Linked DNA regions of Gasterosteus aculeatus: region 1 is linked to region 2. Evidence: chromatin contacts called from public Hi-C data. All regions are on one chromosome and are shown on one strand. Each heading gives the region's core, a stretch centred on a gene start, on an enhancer-like site or on the middle of the called end of the contact. The rest is flanking DNA. Distances are from core to core; before and after follow the strand shown. Region 1 holds the start of herc1 (HECT and RLD domain containing E3 ubiquitin protein ligase family member 1). Region 2 overlaps herc1 (HECT and RLD domain containing E3 ubiquitin protein ligase family member 1).

Evidence for each region. A called contact is a pair of places that touch in the nucleus more often than the background predicts.
Region 1: a Hi-C map of skeletal muscle shows a contact between it and region 2, with 2.9 times the contacts expected there. The contact joins the promoter of herc1 here to the enhancer-like site in region 2. A contact is called at or near these places in 3 of 6 Hi-C or Micro-C datasets (skeletal muscle and whole body).

Annotation. Positions count from the first base shown.
Region 1 is chr12:23,315,057-23,317,756 of fGasAcu3.hap1.1, forward strand. It overlaps herc1 (HECT and RLD domain containing E3 ubiquitin protein ligase family member 1), which reads right to left and starts at 1,273. Exons shown (of 79, transcript XM_078085889.1): 1 at 993-1,273. dapk2a (death-associated protein kinase 2a) reads right to left here. Exons shown (of 9, transcript XM_078085894.1): 9 at 1,545-2,700. The coding sequence ends at 2,673.
Region 2 is chr12:23,275,341-23,278,040 of fGasAcu3.hap1.1, forward strand. herc1 (HECT and RLD domain containing E3 ubiquitin protein ligase family member 1) reads right to left here. Exons shown (of 79, transcript XM_078085889.1): 28 at 2,273-2,393; 29 at 1,786-2,023; 30 at 1,521-1,693; 31 at 1,046-1,201; 32 at 833-939; 33 at 644-754; 34 at 384-557. Among protein-coding and RNA genes, the nearest start is that of LOC144385366, 25 kb to the left of the region's middle. Within about 2 kb of position 1,376, at least 2 of the 9 cell types and tissues checked have open chromatin away from gene starts, as enhancers often do.

The sequences.
Region 1 (2,700 bases), core at 23-2,522, 40 kb after region 2:
ATCTCTACATGGTCTCACCCTCTCATGCTGATCACTCTACATGGTCTCACGCTCTCATGTTGATCACATCTCTACATGGTCTCACGCTATAATGTTGATCACATCTCTACATGGTCTCACCCTCTCATATTGATCACATCTCTACATGGTCTCACCCTCTCATATTGATCACATCTCTACATGGTCTCACCCTCTCGTGCTGATATATTTCTACATGGTCTCACCCTCTCATGCTGATATATCTCTACATGGTCGCACCCTCTCATGTTGATCACATCTCTACATGGTCTCACCCTCTCATGCTGATATATCTCTACATGGTCTCACCCTCATGTTGATATCACATCTCTACATGGTCTCACCCTCTCATGCTGATATATCTCTACATGGTCTCACCCTCTCATGCTGATACGGACAGGTTCACGATGCGAACATTGATTTACTTTCGGTTTTATCTGAGGTCGTTAGCCCTTAACTAACCAGAGGGTTAGCTAACCACTTACATCAGACCGCTATCTTTGAGCTAACCCGCTTGTTGTGTCAGATTAGAAGGGGCGAGATTCCCTGTTATGATAAGCACCGACGGCTAACCGGGTTCACAAACATCACTGACATCCACAGCGTGACATTTACAAACACACCACGGTTACAGTGACGTTATTAAATGTAGTTAGTAACAGTTAATGTTAGTGTGTTTTGTAACCGCTGTCAACCGACGCCACTGTTAATGTTAGCTAGCTAGCGTTAGCTAACTTTCCTCACGTCACTCAGCTAGCAGAGCGCAACACACCTAAGCACGGACGCGATACCGAGCAGGTACGACAGCGAGGTGACAGTCGAGTTACCGCGGTCAGTCGCATCCCCATCCCGACGAAGCCAATTCAGCTCCAGAACTAAGACTGGCTTATCTGCTGTACCGTGGCTAGGTTAGCATGCTAGCTACCGCTCTCTGGTTAGCCTGAATAAATATAAAATAGCACCAACTGGCTCACCGGTTAAACTGCCAACGGGCCTGTCCTCGTAGGTGCGTTGTGTTTCACGCTGCGGGCGTCACGAACACTCCGGTGTTGGTAAACGTTACGGTGAAAGGAGACATGCGCGGGTGTGTTTCCATGCCTCTCCCGAACCGCCTCTCCCCTTCCACTGCAGCTAACGGCAGGTCCGCGTACACGCGCACACACGCAGGGCTGCGGGCTGCCTGATCCGTCCGTCCGTCCGTCAGCCTGTCTGCTTGCTTGCCTGTCTGTCTGTCTGTTTTCCTGCCTGTCTGTCTATGAGCCACATTCACGCCCACGTGGACAAAGGGATCAATAAGTGATGCCATCTGCTTTAATGTCGTAATTCCTAATTCCTGATTCTGTCATTTCACTTTCCCCAAGAGGGTTGAACGTATTTATGAATTGTTGCACAAATCCAAAGACATGTCGGATTCTGGAAGTGAGGAAGATGAGCTTCCTTTGTGTATATTCAGTTATACTATGGTGTAAAAACAACACCCTAAAGAACGATTCCTCTCACACTCATGAACATATTATACACCGGGATTGTGATAAATACAACATTTAATACATATATAACTATCTTTTTATATCCATGTATCATACATACATACATACATACATATGTCTGGTTGTATATATGAACATATAGAATATAGTTGCTTGGGTTTTGAGTAATGAGTCATAATGAATACATAATATAACAACCAGGCCCCCAGCTAAAGAATAAGAAGCTTTCTGTGGTAGGAGACACTACCACGTTAGTCCTCAAGGGGCACTACAATCAACAATAAATACAAGTTCTTGTAGTAAATATGGAAAAGGCCACTTCATCTTCTCCAGAATGACGTTACTCAGTAAAAGTTATGGTGAGCGCTTTTTGAACATTTCCTTATTTAACTAACTATCCGGTCAGATAACATCATCAAAAATCCAATACAAGAAAAACGTTGTGCATCATTTCTGATTTCTGTCTTTGAGCACCAAGCATCATGATGTAGACACAGAGTCCACCTCCTGTGGTGCGATCAGAATCCATCTCCTCTGGTCCAATCGGAGTCCATCTTCTCTGGACCAATCAGAGTCCATCTTCTCTGGACCAATCAGAGTCCATCTTCTCTGGACCAATCAGAGTCCATCTTCTCTGGACCAATCAGAGTCCATCTTCTCTGGACCAATCAGAGTCCATCTTCTCTGGACCAATCAGAGTCCATCTTCTCTGGACCAATCAGAGTCCATCTTCTCTGGACCAATCAGAGTCCATCTTCTCTGGACCAATCAGAGTCCATCTTCTCTGGACCAATCAGAGTCCATCTTCTCTGGACCAATCAGAGTCCTGCTCTGTGTCCTGGTGTCCACCATCAGGAGCAGCTTGAATGGATCTGCGTCTCGGTGAAGACGTGAACTCAACAGTCACGGACCTCCCGCTGTCATCCTTCCAGCAAGCCAGGGGCATGCTGGGTAGTGGAGTAGCCTCAGGTGCTAGCTGGGTTAGCTTTGCTTCTATCTGGGCTCTCCTCCCAGTTTGGTGGCGTTTGGTCCGACTTGTGATCCTCACGCCTCCTTTGCAGATGTTGACAAATGTCTGTCACGTTAATGATAAACATGAGAAAAAAATCCAATAAATGAAGACAAAAAAGTAGCAAAATCCACGGCAGCTACCGGCCGCTGTCATCATCTCTGTTGTCCAGGTTCAAGGTCC
Region 2 (2,700 bases), core at 126-2,625:
TTCCGCAACTGATGTTATAAAAGATGAACGAAAGAAACCTTCACCTATAAGTGAATTCATGGATCGCTCAGCTGCCACGTAACTGGCAGGAGGGTAAAAGGTAGTAAATGTTAATTAAAAACAACAACTATATTAGTCACATTGAGGGTGTGACTAATTAACAACACAATAATGGAAAATACTCATTGTGGAAGTGAATACAGTCTTAAAAAGGCTAGAGGAGCAGCTACCAGCACCCTAATAATGCAGAGCAATCTGAATTTGAGATCTGGCTAACAGCTGTTATCTCTTGGGCTTTTATTGTGAAAGGTCAATGCAATCGTCATATCTGCATTAAAGAGTTCATCGGAGCCTGTGAGAGCAGCGGGGGGGGGGTCACGTACCTTCCACTGGTAGCACCCGGAGGAGACGCCGGTGGAGGCCAGGCCGTAGCCTTTGCCCCCGCTGCCGTGCGTCAGGCCCTGGCCGTTCTCCACCACGCAGCACTGGGCCTTCTCCGGGTCGAAGGACACCTCCTGGATGGGGAGGTTCTCGTCCTCCTCCTCCGACTCGCCCTGCTAAGTGGGGGAGGAGGAACAGTCACAACTGCGGAAGAGGGAGTCTGGGAGGGGAGCGGGTGGTGGTGGGGGGGCGATTACCACACCTGCAGCTTGAGCTCCTGGACCTTTTCTTTAACCTGGACCGAGTGCTTGGCCTGGGCGACGGGCGCCTCCCACATGCAGTCGGACAGAAGGGCGAAGAGCCGCTCCACCACCTGCGGGAGGAAACAAGACTCCGTCAGCTCGGCGCACGCCACCGACGACTCGCACGCTCAGAGGCGAAGAAGGCCGACCTGAGTGGTTTGTTCGTCCTCCATGTCGGCCTCGCAGGCGGGAAGGACGGCCTCCAGCACGTGGAGGGCCAGGAGCCGAGTTCTCAGGTTGCCCACCAGAGGGACCCCTAGAAACCAAACAGCCCCCCCCCAGTGTGGATGAGTATCTCCGCCTGGCCACATGAGGCACAGCGCTCCCCCCCCCTCCCTCCCGCCCCTCAGTGCTGGTTGTACCTGAGCAGCATTTCTGCGCCGCGATGTTGAGGAGCACTTCGGTCCATTTGGGGGAGGCCATCTGGGACTGGATGGCCTTGGAGGAGACCACCCTCCGGAGAAAGACCAGGAAGTCTCCGAGGTGCAGCTCTGCCGTGTGCTGCCTGCGGATCAGCGCTGGGGGGCGAGACGAGGAACGACCTTCGGTTACCAATCATAAAAAACTAACGACTCACTGGAGGCGGGAAAAGGGACGACCAACATTTTCCAATGTTTTACCCATGTACTATCAATGTACTATCAATGTACTGTCAAGGTACTATCGATGTACTATCGAGGTACTATCAAGGTACTATCGATGCACTATCCCTGTACTATCAACTACTACTTGTGTATCATCCATGTGCCGTCCCTGTAGTATTCATTTATGATTCAAGTATAATCTGTATACTATCCATGTATTATGCAGGTACTCTCAAGACCGAAACGTCCTCACCTCTCAAGTCTCTCTTCTCAGAGTCCGCCGCGTCCTCCTCTTTGCTGTCGTCTTGTTCTTTTCCAGAAGAGAGCAGACTGCCTCCGGCCTGAGACAGCAGGTTCTTCAGCTGGCTGCAGAGAAGGTCCAGCAGCGACTGGACCACTTTGGGACCCAGCTTGTCCGCGTACGTCCTGCGAGTCCAAAGAGAGGGGTTCTGTTGATGCGATCTTTGGGTTCACACAGCACATACTTAATCCCCCCCCCTCCCCCCAGCGCCTCTTACCCGGTGCTGATGGCCAGTATCTGCAGCAGGCGGGTGGAGGCCACCTTGAGGGCGGTGCTGAGCTGAGACACTCCGGGTTTCTGCAGCAGCTGCAGCGGCTGTCCCAGCATCGTCTCCGTCCCGCACAGCTGGGACAGCACACTGAGCAGCCCGCTGGAGATGGCCAGGGACACGTCCACCGGCTGGTAGCGGACGCTCAGCGCGAAGACGGTGACCAGCAGGAGGCGCTGCTGAGCTTCTGGGGACGGGGGAGAGAGCATCAGACGCGGTGTAGTTTGGTTTGTGAACGACTTGATGTCTACAGCAGCACAGAACTAAAGGCTTTCTAACTCTTCTAATAAACCTCCAGTGAAATAACGCAAACCAATAGAACCGCTTCACGTGAACAAGTGAAAGACGATCGCTGGGACTTAAGTGAAGTTAAGTGATGAGCTTCTTTTATTTGTAGATTTCACAAGCTGAATAACTGCATCCTGATAAATGTCACCTATGTGGTGCTTGTTGGCCTGCAGTGCTCGCTCCAGGGTGACGGACAGCTGCTGGTAGATCTTATGAACAGCGGTCTGGATCTCCATCTGGAGGCTCCTCTTTGCTGCTTTTACACCATCCTGCAGAGAGGAAGTGAACACACAGTTAACGTGCCCACAACGACATTACAGGGAACCAAGAGGCAACCTCGGTTCTTTAAAGTAGTCAAAGCGAATGTGATAATGCTGCATTCTCTGTAGTGACCAGCAGGTCTATGAGGAAATGATTCTACTCCTCTGTATTTATTCCCTCAGTAAACATTGTAAACATGAGTTTATGGTCTCAGTCTCTAGTTTCAAGTCTTCTTCAATACAGCGTGATGTTCATTTAGAACATTCTGGTCCATTTAGAGTCAAACAGACCATAAAGCAGGGGACGTCTAAGCAA